2 separate regions of the Mus musculus genome follow, and region 2 is linked to region 1. The links are chromatin contacts, called in public HiChIP or PLAC-seq maps. All regions are on one chromosome and are shown on one strand. The core of a region is the stretch at or near the end of the contact, and the rest is flanking DNA. Distances in the headings are between cores, read along the strand shown.

Evidence for each region. HiChIP or PLAC-seq counts read pairs in DNA pulled down with a chosen protein or histone mark.
Region 2: a contact with region 1 is called in an H3K4me3 HiChIP or PLAC-seq map of embryonic stem cells, with 9 read pairs. The contact joins the promoter of Cplx1 here to the promoter of Ccdc18 in region 1. A contact is called at or near these places in 3 of 39 promoter capture datasets (the HPC-7 cell line, cranial neural crest and hematopoietic stem and progenitor cells) and 1 of 115 datasets of contacts at active chromatin or transcription factors (embryonic stem cells).

Annotation. Positions count from the first base shown.
Region 1 is chr5:108,130,368-108,136,271 of GRCm38.p6, reverse strand. Ccdc18 (coiled-coil domain containing 18) reads right to left here and starts at 3,358. Exons shown (of 29, transcript NM_028481.1): 1 at 3,274-3,358; 2 at 708-850; 3 at 128-299. The coding sequence starts at 847. It overlaps Tmed5 (transmembrane p24 trafficking protein 5), which reads left to right and starts at 3,652. Exons shown (of 4, transcript NM_028876.3): 1 at 3,652-4,036. The coding sequence starts at 3,848.
Region 2 is chr5:108,546,367-108,553,048 of GRCm38.p6, reverse strand. Cplx1 (complexin 1) reads left to right here and starts at 3,022. Exons shown (of 4, transcript NM_007756.3): 1 at 3,022-3,160; 2 at 4,440-4,543. The coding sequence starts at 4,513.

The DNA of each region.
Region 1 (5,904 bases), core at 2,109-4,608:
TCCACATATATTTAAAAAGAACAATTATATTTCAATCACAATAACTATAGTAAAAGACTATAATAATGTAAAAACATAAGACATGCAAAGGAAGATATTTTAAATAATCAGATCTAAAGATAATAACCTGATCTCTTGATTTCTTTTGATAATCAGTACTATCAGATGTTTTACAAACTTTCTTATAAGGTGGGTAAATCAAACGTCCCAGGTGGCTAGGTTGGGTGAGTTCTTCCAAAATAAGCCTTTCAGATCTTGAAGGACTGCAGACATACTCAGAATTTTCACTTGGACTAACACTACAGAAAAAAGGAAAACTACAGATCATTTCTGACATACTTTTTACCACAAATTTCTACATATAATAATCAGAAATTAGATCCAAAGTTATGAGCATAAGACTGTGTTTCCAACACACTTTCAGTAAATCACAATTAGTTTACATTAGCTATATATTTCATGAATCTCTTTACTTCAGGAATAAAAAAGCAGCTACAATAATGAAAGATAAGTAATCTGAATATATATTGTATACTGGTTCCTGATATATTAAAGATGTTTTCTTAATATGTAAATGTTTGTTAATATTTCCACTTTCACAATTATGTCTTAGTCCCGGGACATACTAAACAGAACATATAATGAAATCTAGCCATTTTACATTTATAAATACTTTACAATTTATTCATGTGATTTTATTTCCTTGCCTGGATAACTCTTCCCCTAAATTGTGCAAACTCCATTCTGTTATTTTGAGTTCATGTCTTAATGAAGCAACGTTTGCAAGCAAACTTTCCTCCTCATTGTCGTTGTCTTTAGTACAGTAGTCTGATGAGATAAATTCCATTTCCTTAACAAAAAATAGAAAGAAACTTCTTGGAGTTAGCCTGAAGATTTTATGGTATAAATTAAAATAATCTCACAGCAATAAAATTGAAAAACCTGTGCTTGGCACCAAGACTGAGAACCGAGGGTGCTCCTCAGGACCAACAGATCAGGGTAGAGGAGAGGCTCCCACAGGTTGTCCATTGCCTTCCACAGTCATGACACTCATCACACACAGACACACACAAATGAATGGATGCAATTTTTTCGTAGAAGATGAATTTGCTCAAAGTCACACAATTTTAGAGGATCAATCTGAGATTTGAATCAAGGTATAGTTTTCTAATTAACTTCAATATGAGATGTTAAAACTTAACTTTAGAAGCCCTGGATATCTGATGTTACAACAATCTTCTGTCGGGCGTGGTGGCCCATGCCTTTAATCCCAGCACTCAGGAGGCAGAGGCAAGTGGATTTCTGAGTTCGAGGCCAGCCTGGTCTACAGAGTGAGTTCCAGGACAGCCAGGGGTATACAGAGAAACCCTGTCTCAAAAAAGAACAAAACAAAACAAAACAAAACAAAAATCTTCCATAAATTCTTAAAAGCTATTATTACCAGGTAAGTTATCTCCTCCCATTCACAGTGGTTGTAAAATTTAACAACACTCGCGAGTCATAATCACAGATCAAAATGACATGTAGAGAGTGGATATGGTTACCATTCCTTTAATCCTAGCACTTGGGAAGTAGAGGCAAGTGGGTCTCTGTGAGCGCAAAGCCAACCTGGCCTGTATAGTATGACATGGTCTCAAAAAAATACAAAACAAAACAAAAATGACAGTTAGCAGTTCAACTCATAGAACTACATGCAGTGAACTGTTTGCTGCACCAACCTGTGAGCATGAAACTAAGTTTCTTGGCCATAAAAGAAAGATCATGGGGCTGGTGAGATGGCTCAGCAGGTAAGAGCACCTGACTGCTCTTCCAAAGGTCCAGAGTTCAAATCACAGCAACCACATGGTGGCTCACAACCATCCGTAACGAGATCTGACTCCCTCTTCTGGAATGTCAGAAGACAGCTACAGTGTACTTACATATAATAAATAATAAATAAATCTTAAAAAAAAAAAAAAGAAAAAAAAAAGAAAGATCATGATGGGCTGGAGAGATGGCTCTGGGTTTAAAGGCATTGCTCTTTCAAAGGGTTGCCACTGATATTCTCAGCCCCCACATGGTAGCTTACAATGGTCTGTAACTCGAGTTTCAGAGGATCCCAAACACCCACAGACACAGAGTAAAATTAATATTCTTGAAATCACAGTAAAGGATGCTTTATTATTGTAATTACTAAAATAAAAACTAAAAAGTTTTAGAATTTCCACTCCTACTATAGAACTTTCTGCATAATCTTACAATTTCACTTCTCTCTCATATTCCATTTAATTTTTTTTTCACTGTAGCACCTCTTTCATTGCCTTTCTTAAAATTTGGGTTACAGATATTATTAATTCCCACCTATTATGTTCAAGAGTGTAATGCACTTAGGAAAACTCAATTATTTTGAACGGATAAATGAATAAACTGCCTTCTCCCTCCCTCACTCAGGTAAAAACGGTCCTGGTACATTAATTTCCCACGCAAAATTTCTCAGGAGTAGGGTGGATTGGAAAAAAAAACAAAAACAAAAAAACACCTCGCACCTTATTGGAAAAAGTTGAGGCCTAAAATTAAACGAGATATTTTGTAGATGTAAATGTTTCTACCCTTTTCTACCCTGTTTCTGGTTTTCTTTTTAACAAATTTGCTTCTGCATAAGCTGGAAGACTTCCCCAGTCAGTGGCTCAGGAATCCATGCTACTTCACATCTATGCAACATCTCTAGCTTCGTACAGAATAATGGAGGAGAGAAAAGAAGAAACTTGAGACTAGAAAATGCTGATCAGTACTGTAGGACACCATTTAAGTCAGGCTTTTACGTTCAGCAACTTGTGCATTTTCACGTAAGAATTTTCTAGCCGTTCAGAATTGGATACGTCTGGTATTTAAACATCCTCATTTTCCTACGTTTACCTGTAGTATGTGTACGTAGAAAGGCTTATCATCTTACCTATAGGGCGGCCCTGACAACCGTATCTTCAAGTCTAGTGAAAAATGAGTTCTCACACACGCACACTCATCGAGCGAAGGACAAGCACTTTACACTCTATAAAATCCTGTGACAGGACTTTCCGCTTGAGAAAGAGTACATGGTTTTATACAGTATTTTATTTCAAGAAAGAGGTCCTCCATCTGCCTGTAGGGAGTAGAGCAAAGTCTGGCAGCCTCCTTTCCGATTCTGCCTCAAATAAAAGAAAACGCCTCACAAGCAGGCCAGGCGCAGGTCGACTGTCCCAAGAGAAAACAAACCCCTCGGGAAAGCCCTTTTCCAGCCAGGAGGCGTTTGCTCACCACCCAGATCGCAGGCGGGGTTAGCGTCCCCAGACCACGGCGCACCGCGAGCCTCCTCTGCGCTCGGAAGCCTGGGACACTCTCGCAGCCCACGACATGGAAGCCTCTGACTCTCGATGAGGAGAACCAGCGAACCTCCGAGGCGCCGAGTTCGAACCGCCGCGGCAGCCGTTGGGACCCGCCTCCCGGGCCCCGACCCCGCCCACCACGCGGGGCTCTGCGAACGGGAGCGGGGCGCAGGGCATGCCGGGAAATGAGTCTGGAAGCGCGGATGAGCGGCGTGCCGTGGTCACCTCGGACTACATTTCCCGTCGTTACCCCCGCCAACGTTGATTGGCGTGTGTGAGGGAAGCCGAAACCGACAAGTCTGGTGTGAAGGAAGGATGCGAAACCCAGAAGGCAGCCGAAAGGGGACGCTGGCCCCGCCCTCGCCCGGCCCAGTGGAAGGCAGTGCTTCCACCTTCCAAGAGAGTGAGGCTCGCCGCTGCCTGAAGTTCCCTCAGATCGGGATTTCAAATCGGAGACACCAGTATCCCGCACCTCCCTACACGCGTCCAGGCAGAGATCGACAGGGATGGGCGGCAGGATGTGGCTGCCATTCCCCGTGCTGCTCCTGTCCGCTCTGCCCGCAGCGTTGCTGCGCGGGGCGGCCGGCTTCACACCCTCTTTGGACAGTGATTTTACCTTCACGCTGCCGGCCGGCCGGAAGGAGTGTTTCTACCAGCCCATGCCCCTGAAGGCATCGTTGGAGATCGAATACCAAGTAAGTGCGGAAGTGGGCTAGCCTTCCTTGGGCCGGGCCGCACCACATGGTCGCCTCTCACCTACTTGGAAAAGGTGGGACAGCGACCGAGGTGAATCCGAGGAGGGTCTCCTGGGAAACTGGCCTGCTTGGCGCAGGCGTACTTAAGCGGGGCTCCTGGGAGCCTGGAACTCACAAGTTTGGCCAGTCCTAAAATTGACACCTACCCTCTCTCTTCCCTTTCCTCTGGTCGGAAAGAGGCCAGCACTGGTGACGTCAATGGCGTTACTCTTTGTTTCTTAATTCCCCCAAGCCATTTCAAGCTAGTTTACATACCCTACAGTTCTGAGAAGTTCGCTGTAAGGGGTTGATACACGTTCTTCTTTATTATTGGACGAAGTGATAACACTTGTTTGACTCACTCTCACCACTTTCACCAAATCCCGATATTATAAAATCGGCACGATGTTTTGAATTGTGGCTGGGCAGTGGTGGCACACGCCTCTAACCCCAGCATTCCCGTGGCAGAGGCAAGTGGATCTCTGAACAGTCAAGGCTGCATAGTGAAACCCAGTCTTGGGAGTATTGAATTGTGTCCATGCGAAGATCTCTAAGTCAGATTTTGAAATGTGTTGAAATGGACTGTTGCTGTATTTAGTGGTACATTGTCATCCCGGGTGTACATCCATCACTTTGAAATCAAATAAGATAATAGTGTATGACCTTTCTTCCATTGAACTTTGTCAGCTTTCTTCCCGTGTCATTGTTTTCTTTTTAGTATCAGCAGAATACGCTTATTATTAAATCTTTTTTTAATTCTTATGTAAAACTTTTATATGTGGAGCCTTTGGGATTATTTATAGATGTTTACAGTAATTACAGGAAGTATCTAAAGTCATAATATACAAAAATCTCAGCACAACTAAGGTTACAGCTTAATATTTCTTGATTTCCACTTGTGAACAAAAGTTTAGCATTTACTGAACAATTAATGTATGCAAGGAATTGTTCCAGGAGGAGGAACAAACTGAGAAAAACCTGGTTCTCAGGAGTTTGGGGGTTCATAGGCAGGCTTTGTTTGGGCTTGATGGGTTTGGTAGGCTGTGGTTGGATGGATGGTTGGTTGCTCTGGTTTTTGTGACAAGGTTTCAACTATGTATCCAATGGCATTGAATTCAGTATTTAGCCCAGGCTAGCCTCCGATCTCACAGGAGTCCTTCTCTAAGTCGTGTCCTCCCCCCCCACCCAGGACTGGTATTACAGCATGAACCATCACATCCTACAGGCAATTTGAATAAAGCATGATTTTTGGTTTTCAGAGAATAGGATTGTTGGAGAAAATAAAAATAAATCTGAAAATGAGTTAAGAATGCAAGGAATGAGGCCAGTTTTAGAAAAGGGAAGAATTGACTAGACATTGTGATTGTAGGATGTATAGTTTAAGTGTTCCGAGGCATACTATAAGTACTGGGGTTTTATTAGCTTTGAAGACTGTCAGGTCTTAGGGTAGGAGTAGCAAAGGAAGAAAATAGACCACACATCGAGGCAACGCAGAAGGGACCATAAATGTGTTTTGTGATGAATACCTTTTCCCTTATTTTTTGCAAGGCCATGTAAGATTAAGCAGATAGGTAGGTAGACTGTGAAAGGCAGATTTAAAGGAAGTAAAACTAGGCACAGGGAAACCAGCTATGGGTTTAGTGAAAGAATCTAGGTAAGAAAAGAAATTTTATTCATCAGAACTTTCCTTGCAAGCAAGCATGGTACTGTATGCTGATAATTCTAAATACTCAGGAGGCTAAGAGAGGAAGATGACAAGGTAAGGCTAGCCTGGGCTATGTAATAAGACCCTGTCTCAAAAGTAAGTTGGAGCACAATACAGGATGTCA
Region 2 (6,682 bases), core at 1,773-4,272, 420 kb before region 1:
GGCCTGCCAGTGCTGTGTTAGCACTGCCCCAGCCTGGTAGACAACCCTTCAGAGGGGTTTTCTGTCAACCTTAGGAGGCCCTCTCAGCCCTCACATTCTGTGCTTTCTGGTAGTGGAGCCTCTGAAGCACCTGTAAAGGGGACAGATGAGCAAGGTGTCCCTTCTCTGTCCCAGGCCCCTCAGCCAGCAATTATCTGTAAACAAATGCATATGGTGTCCAGGGCTGACCTCTGGTTGTTAGCTCCTCCATGATGTCTACATCACTTGGCCATTTATCCATTTTCACCTTTTCCTATCACTATCTGCCTCCTGTCTGTCCTAATACACAAGTCCTCTGGATCCTGGAACTCTCACCTCCTGGATCTTCAACAAACCAGTCTTTTTCACTAGGTTCTTGGGATCCTTTGTACAGCTAGAAGTCTGTAGACTGAACCTGGATCATCTGTAAGAACAGCAAGCTCTCTTATCTGCTGAGCCATCTCTTCACAACCCCCCCAATTCCATTTATATAGAGATATCTCAAACAAAAATATTAAAATAGTAATGAAGCTATCAGGAATGGATAGTGCATCCCTTTAATTCCCAACAGTTGAGAGGTAGAAACGGAAGAATCTCTGCTGAGTTTGTGATCTCAAACTCTGTGAGTTTGTGATCTCAAACTCTGTGAGTTTGAGGCCAGCCAGGTCGACTTGCTTTAAAGACGCCTTGTCTACTCCAGATGGCTGGTCAGTTAGGCAGAGGCCTTTTGCCATGTTGCCTCTTTGTATTATAGGTTTAGAGGTCTAGGTAGCTTGTAAAAGCCAGCCTTAGCTATGGTCCACACCTCAGCTTGGCAGGCAGTTATGGAGCCTTCTCCCTAGGGTAGCACTGCACTGAACGATTTCTCAAGCCCAAGCAACTGCCATCTCCCAGGGTTCTCTCACTCAAACTTGAGACTGTCACTCTCCTTGCCTGTTTCCCTCAGCAGAGTCTGGGAATGGCATTGTACTGTACTCTGAGGACTTGGAAGGTGATGCCAGGAGTGTGAAGGTCAAATACAAAAGTCATCACTGCCTATATATCAAAACCAGCCTGTAACACATGAGAACCTCTTTGAAAACAACAACCCAATAAATAAATAAATAAATACCAAAACAACACATATACAAAATTAAACTAGGGAACTGGAGAGATGATTCGATAGTTAAGATCACTGGCTGCACTTTCAGAGGACCCAGGTTTGATTTCCAGTGCCCACATGGTAACTCACAACTATCTGTAACTCCAGTCCCAGGGGGATCCAACACTCTTTCCTGGATGCTGTGGGCACCAGATGCACATGTGGTCCACAGACATGCAGACAAACACCCATACAGGAGGGAGGGAAAAAAAGCTAGGACAGAGAAACAAAGAGAGATACACTGAGACATAAAAACAAGAACAGCAGATATAGAGACGATAGAGAGACAAAGGTAGACACAGGAAGGCAGAGACAGCCAGAGACAGAGGAAGTAAAAGTGGAAGCCCACTAGTCCTAGGGTCCTTTGCCTCTAATAATCTCAGCTGGGCTCAGGACTATGAATGGATTAGGTTGGCCTGCTTTGTCTCAAGAGGTTAACCCAGGGTCTTCTATGGGATTGCTGACAGAAGGTCAGGTCCATCTGGTGGCGTGGCGGGGAGAAGAAAAGCAGGTGAGAAGTAATGAGTCTGTCTTGCTGTGGCCCTTGCTTTTGCTAGCTACTATAGACTCCGAAAACACAGAATGAGCCAGACTGGGCACATCTGTGTGCAGGTGACCCCATTCCACAGGACATCAGTCCTGGGCCTGAACAAGGCTCTGGGCATCAACCAACCTTACCATGAGTGTGGTGGGTGAACTGAGATGGACAGTGCCAGTAGGAAGGGCACTGGGAGACTTAACTCTTCTGTGTCTGATGTGAGTCATGCCCAACTTCCTAAATGATCCTCTCCTCCTAGGCATATGCCTGTGTGCAGTGCAGGCACTTCACCAGTGGGATCAGACAGTATCCTTAACTCCAGGGCCCCAGGCTGAAGTCAGGGCAGAAGGTGTGGGGCTTAACACTTTCTCTTCTTGTCTCCACTCCAGCTCCGTTCCTGGTCTCTTCTACTTTGAATCTGCTAGGTCAAAGGAACAAAAACTGATAAAAGCAAGTCTGGAATGGACCCTCCCTTACTCCCCACCCCTAGCCCTCGAATTCAAGCCACCAAGCACCCTGGGGCAGCTTTGGAATGTTGGTGAAGGGGGAATACTCATGAGGCAAGAAGTTTCACTGAATTGGGTGAAGGTCAAGAACAACCTAATCCTTAAGAATGACTCAGCCAGGAGGAACATTAACAGTTAAAGCAATGGCCATCAGCACTAGACTCTGCGGGTCAGGAATTACCACCTGGCTAGCCAGAATAAAAAACAGCTTAGGTGTCCCCACATGCTCTGACTTCTGCGAAGACGATTGCCTCACAGAAGCCCCCCAGGATAACTGCAGGGATACCAGGCCAACCTTGTGGCCACTGGGCTCTGCAGTGCAGCTGCCGCAGAGTTGAAATCCCGGTGCCAGGGGAAGGGGCGGCCTAGAGGCGGGGCTGTGGCTGTCTCCCAGGAGCCCCCGCCCATCCATGTCCGCAGTGACCTTCAGGCGTCCCTGACTGACTGGGGTTTCTATCCCACCAAAGCCACATTTGGCGGCTCTGCACACCGGAGAAGCCTGGATGTGTGGGCCTATCTTGCTCGATCGGGGGTCTCGGGCTGTGCTCGCCTTCTCCCGCCCTGCCAGCAAAGAGCAAAGAAACCCGGTCAGGAGCAAACGTGGTTGGTAGATTAGGGATGGTGACCCCATCCCTGCATTCTCCCAGCGTTTCAGGAGGGCGCTTCAGTAGGACTTCAGGAGGGTCTCCAAGCCGGTGTGGAGAGAGTGGCCCAGGCCAAAGAGGGGCCCCTAATGCAGCTGTCGCGCGCGCCAGGCCAGGATCTGGGAACCGGGGGCGCGGCTGCCCCCCCTACCTCCGCCGAGCCCCGCCCTCCTCGTCATGCGGGACGCGGGCGGGGGCGCCTCTGAGTGACGCGCCCTCCTCGCGGTGTCCTTCAGCCGCCGCAGCAGCACAGAGCGCCACATGGACCCCGCCGGCCTGAGAGCGCGCTGCTGTTGATCGTCCACCTTGGAAGGTAACCGGCGCCCTAGCAGCCAGTCCGACCTTAACCGGCTCCCTCCTTTCCCCTTCCCAGCCCAGTTTTCTTCCCGACTCCTGGGCTTCCCTTTCTGGATCCCCGCTTTCTAGCCGTGGGTCTCCTACCCATATCCTAGGTTCCCCTACTCTTGGTTCCTTGTCTTTCAGACCCAAGGTTGCTCAGCCTGAAAGGCGCTGTCCATCGTGAGGTGCTGAAACGGCCCTTGATTCCCTTTCCCATAGGCATCTTTTTTCTTTCTTTCTTTCTTTCTTCTTTCCCTGGCGCGCTCCGGCCTGAGGCCGTGCTCCGGTCGGGCACCTCGCCCAGCAAAGCAAAGGGTGCGGCGGCCGCGAGAGAACGGGATGCCTTGGTCTTTGCGGAATCTCCGCAGCGTCCTAGCCTCTCTACAGCTGGCCCTGCGGAGCCCCCATCCCCCGATTCCCGGAAACAGAGAGAAGTTTAGAAGGCAATTGGCTTTGCTGCAAAGGCATCCCTGAACCCCTAGCTTCTCGGACACTCTTCCTGCCTGGCACCCCTTCGGGTCTCATTCCGCAGAGAGAAACCTGTGAAACACTGGATCCCTCAGGACCAGGTTCCCTGATAGGAAAGACTCTACAAAGAGGGATGTCTTTGCAGCTGTTGGCATTACAGAAAGCACCTTTCTAAATGCTGCTGGCACTTTAGTCCACGCTGGGCATTCTGACTTGGGTTGCCCTACCCCATGCAGAAGCAGGAGTGGGTCATCTGTTTCCCCTCCCACTGGAAGACGGGGACTCCATCCAGGGCCAGTTCTGCTGTGGGCCTCCAGAGTCTCTCTAGAGACAGATATAGTTGAGACTAGTCAGAAGTCATAAGGACCTTTCCTGAGGGACATTCATGGACTTGTCTCTCCAATTCTTCCCCAGAGGGACCCCTGCCCCACAGCTCCAAAACTGCCAAGGAGGCTGAGCAGCCAGAACCTGGGTGCTACAGCGGAGCATTGACCTTCAAATGCCCCCTGGGCTCCACCCCCGCTTGAGGAGGCTGGCGCCAGTCTCCAGTAACTGGTGGCCCCAGGTTGTGAGCTGCAGTGGCATCTAAAAGCTTCCTTCAGAAACCCCAGAAGAAGCAAGATAACTGTTGGTTTGGCTGGGCTCTGAACCCTGCCATCCTGGTCTGGGTGTGGGAACAAAGCCTCTCACCCTAGACTCTTGGGATAGTGGAGAGGAGAGCAAGGAGTAGATGAGGGTCTCAGGAAAGGTTGGTCAGGGTACCTATGACCACCTACTCTCTCTAGGCAGAAGACCCTGACCACACTTGAATGTGAAATCTGACCCCGGGAGTGGCTCCTGAGGAACCAAGCCATCACCATGGAGTTCGTGATGAAACAAGCCCTGGGAGGTAGGAGGTGGGCAAGGGGGGGGGCGCATGGGTTTGGGCCTCCAGCGATACACAGACACCTGATACTCAGAGAGACATGTCTCCACCACTGCAGTGGCACGAAAACACATGGCTGCATGACCACTTCTGACCTCACGCACAGGCTCTGCAGATGGTTGCTTACACTCTGAACAAGCCTAAGGCAGTCCCCCAGCCCAGTACTTTTGAATCCCCTGGTGACTCAAGCCTTGGGATTTAATATGAGATATGGGGAGGACGTGCTGTGTAATATGGCCCCATGTCCCCATGCCATGGTGCAGTGGAACCCACTGGTCATCCTGAGACACATCAAGAGCCAAGCAGCATTGATCAAGGCAGATATCCTAACAAGGCTTGTGAGCAGCCCTCATTCTGTCAGTCCTGGGAACAAACTGTGCACCAGGACTGGGTTAGGAAACAGGATTTGGGTGATCCCAACTGTGGCATTGGGCTCTATGGGTTTCTCCCAGGTAAGACACAGTACTATTCACAAGGACAAGAAGGGATAGCTATGCAACCAAGACCCCTTCTGCAGAGAATATATAGCTTCCTTTTATGTCGTTGCGTGAGGGCAGCCTGCTCACTCACTATTTGAAAAGAGTCCTGTCCTCACTTGGCCCAAAGCCATCTTTGTAGCTAGCAACAGTAGGACTAGAAGCTGGTAGAGGACAGTCAACTGAGCTCTTGGCCAGGAGGTGCTGGAGGTGCTGAACCAGTGAGCCGAAGGTTTGGTACCCATCTGGCTGCAATGGGTTTCAGCAGGGCAGTTTGGTCAGCTCAAGCCTGTAGAGGTTGAGATCGCCCTAGGTGGAATTCATGTTTGTTCAGAGCTACCTGCTCTGGGTGCCCCGATACCCTTGTGTACCCTCAGGGCTGAGAGTTCACACCAACTTTACTATTGAAGAGTCCTTGTGGCCTGCAGGGGAGCCCCTTGACTGGTGTGGGTCTGAGCTGGAATGTGCTAGGCATCTTTTGCTGGTATGGAAAAGGGAAGGGGAACACTCACAGAGAGAAAGCTGGTGGGGACCTTGGGGCCAGGAAAGAGGAGAAGTCTGCAGAAATAGGCATCTCCCAGAGGGTGTCTGTGACTTCACTCATATGTGATGAAAAGGAGACCCAGTGTGCTTGCTGAGAGTTCACGACTGTGGTAGACTCAGGTTGAATCTAATTATAATGATTACATCACCGGGACAGGATTCAGGGACAAGCCAGCATCCTGTATCAGAAGAGACCCGTGTTATACCCAGAAAGTCCCAGGCTGCTACAGACAATTAATTTTGTGGCTAATTCTGGCCCTGAGGTGGGCTTTTAAAGAAACCGAAATCTCTGATTTGGCTGTCTACATAGCTGAAATTAGCTGGGTAATTGCCAGCCTGGATTCCCTCATTGTTCCATGTCAGCCCAAAGTTTCTCCTGCACCAGCAATGGGGCGTGCTTCTTGGGGTGCTGTGAAAGCTGTTGGGGCGGTGTGGTAACCAGCAGACAGAAGCTACAGGGTAGTAGCCACATACTAGGCTGAGCACCATCCAAACTACCCTATATTCAATTTACATTCATTTATGGAGATAGGGATGTAGCTTCCATGATGCTGAGTAGAACTGTAGTGGTTTTCCATCCACCACTCACAGTCTTGTCATGGACTCCAAACTCCATGTGTGTGTGACCTTTGGTGTCTTAGGGTGTGTGTGAGCAGAGCAAAATGGAGCCAGTCAGAGATGGTTGGAAGAGAGGGATAAGTTTCAGATAAGGGTCAAAAGGCAACAGAAACCCCAAGATATGGATCAAGCCCAGAGAAAGGTGATAGGAAAGAAAATAATAGCCCAGAAGCATATGTGTGGCTCTTTCACTGGACCATCTCAACTTATGGTTGCAGGTTCAGGAACTTGTGATCTGTTGCTTCACAAGACCCTAAGCCAAAGAGGGGTAGGTCTGGAATCTAGCTAGATGTGGGTGTGGTACATGCTTTTGTCTTTGCCTGGCTGTTCTGGCACCATGCCTGTCAGGAGCAGCAGCCCCCACTTTGAAGCCTCATGCCAGGCATGTAGCACTTTACCAGCATTCTCTATTCCCTTTGGCATGTCCCTAATGCCTCCTAAGAGGCAGGCCTGGGCCACAGTGGCA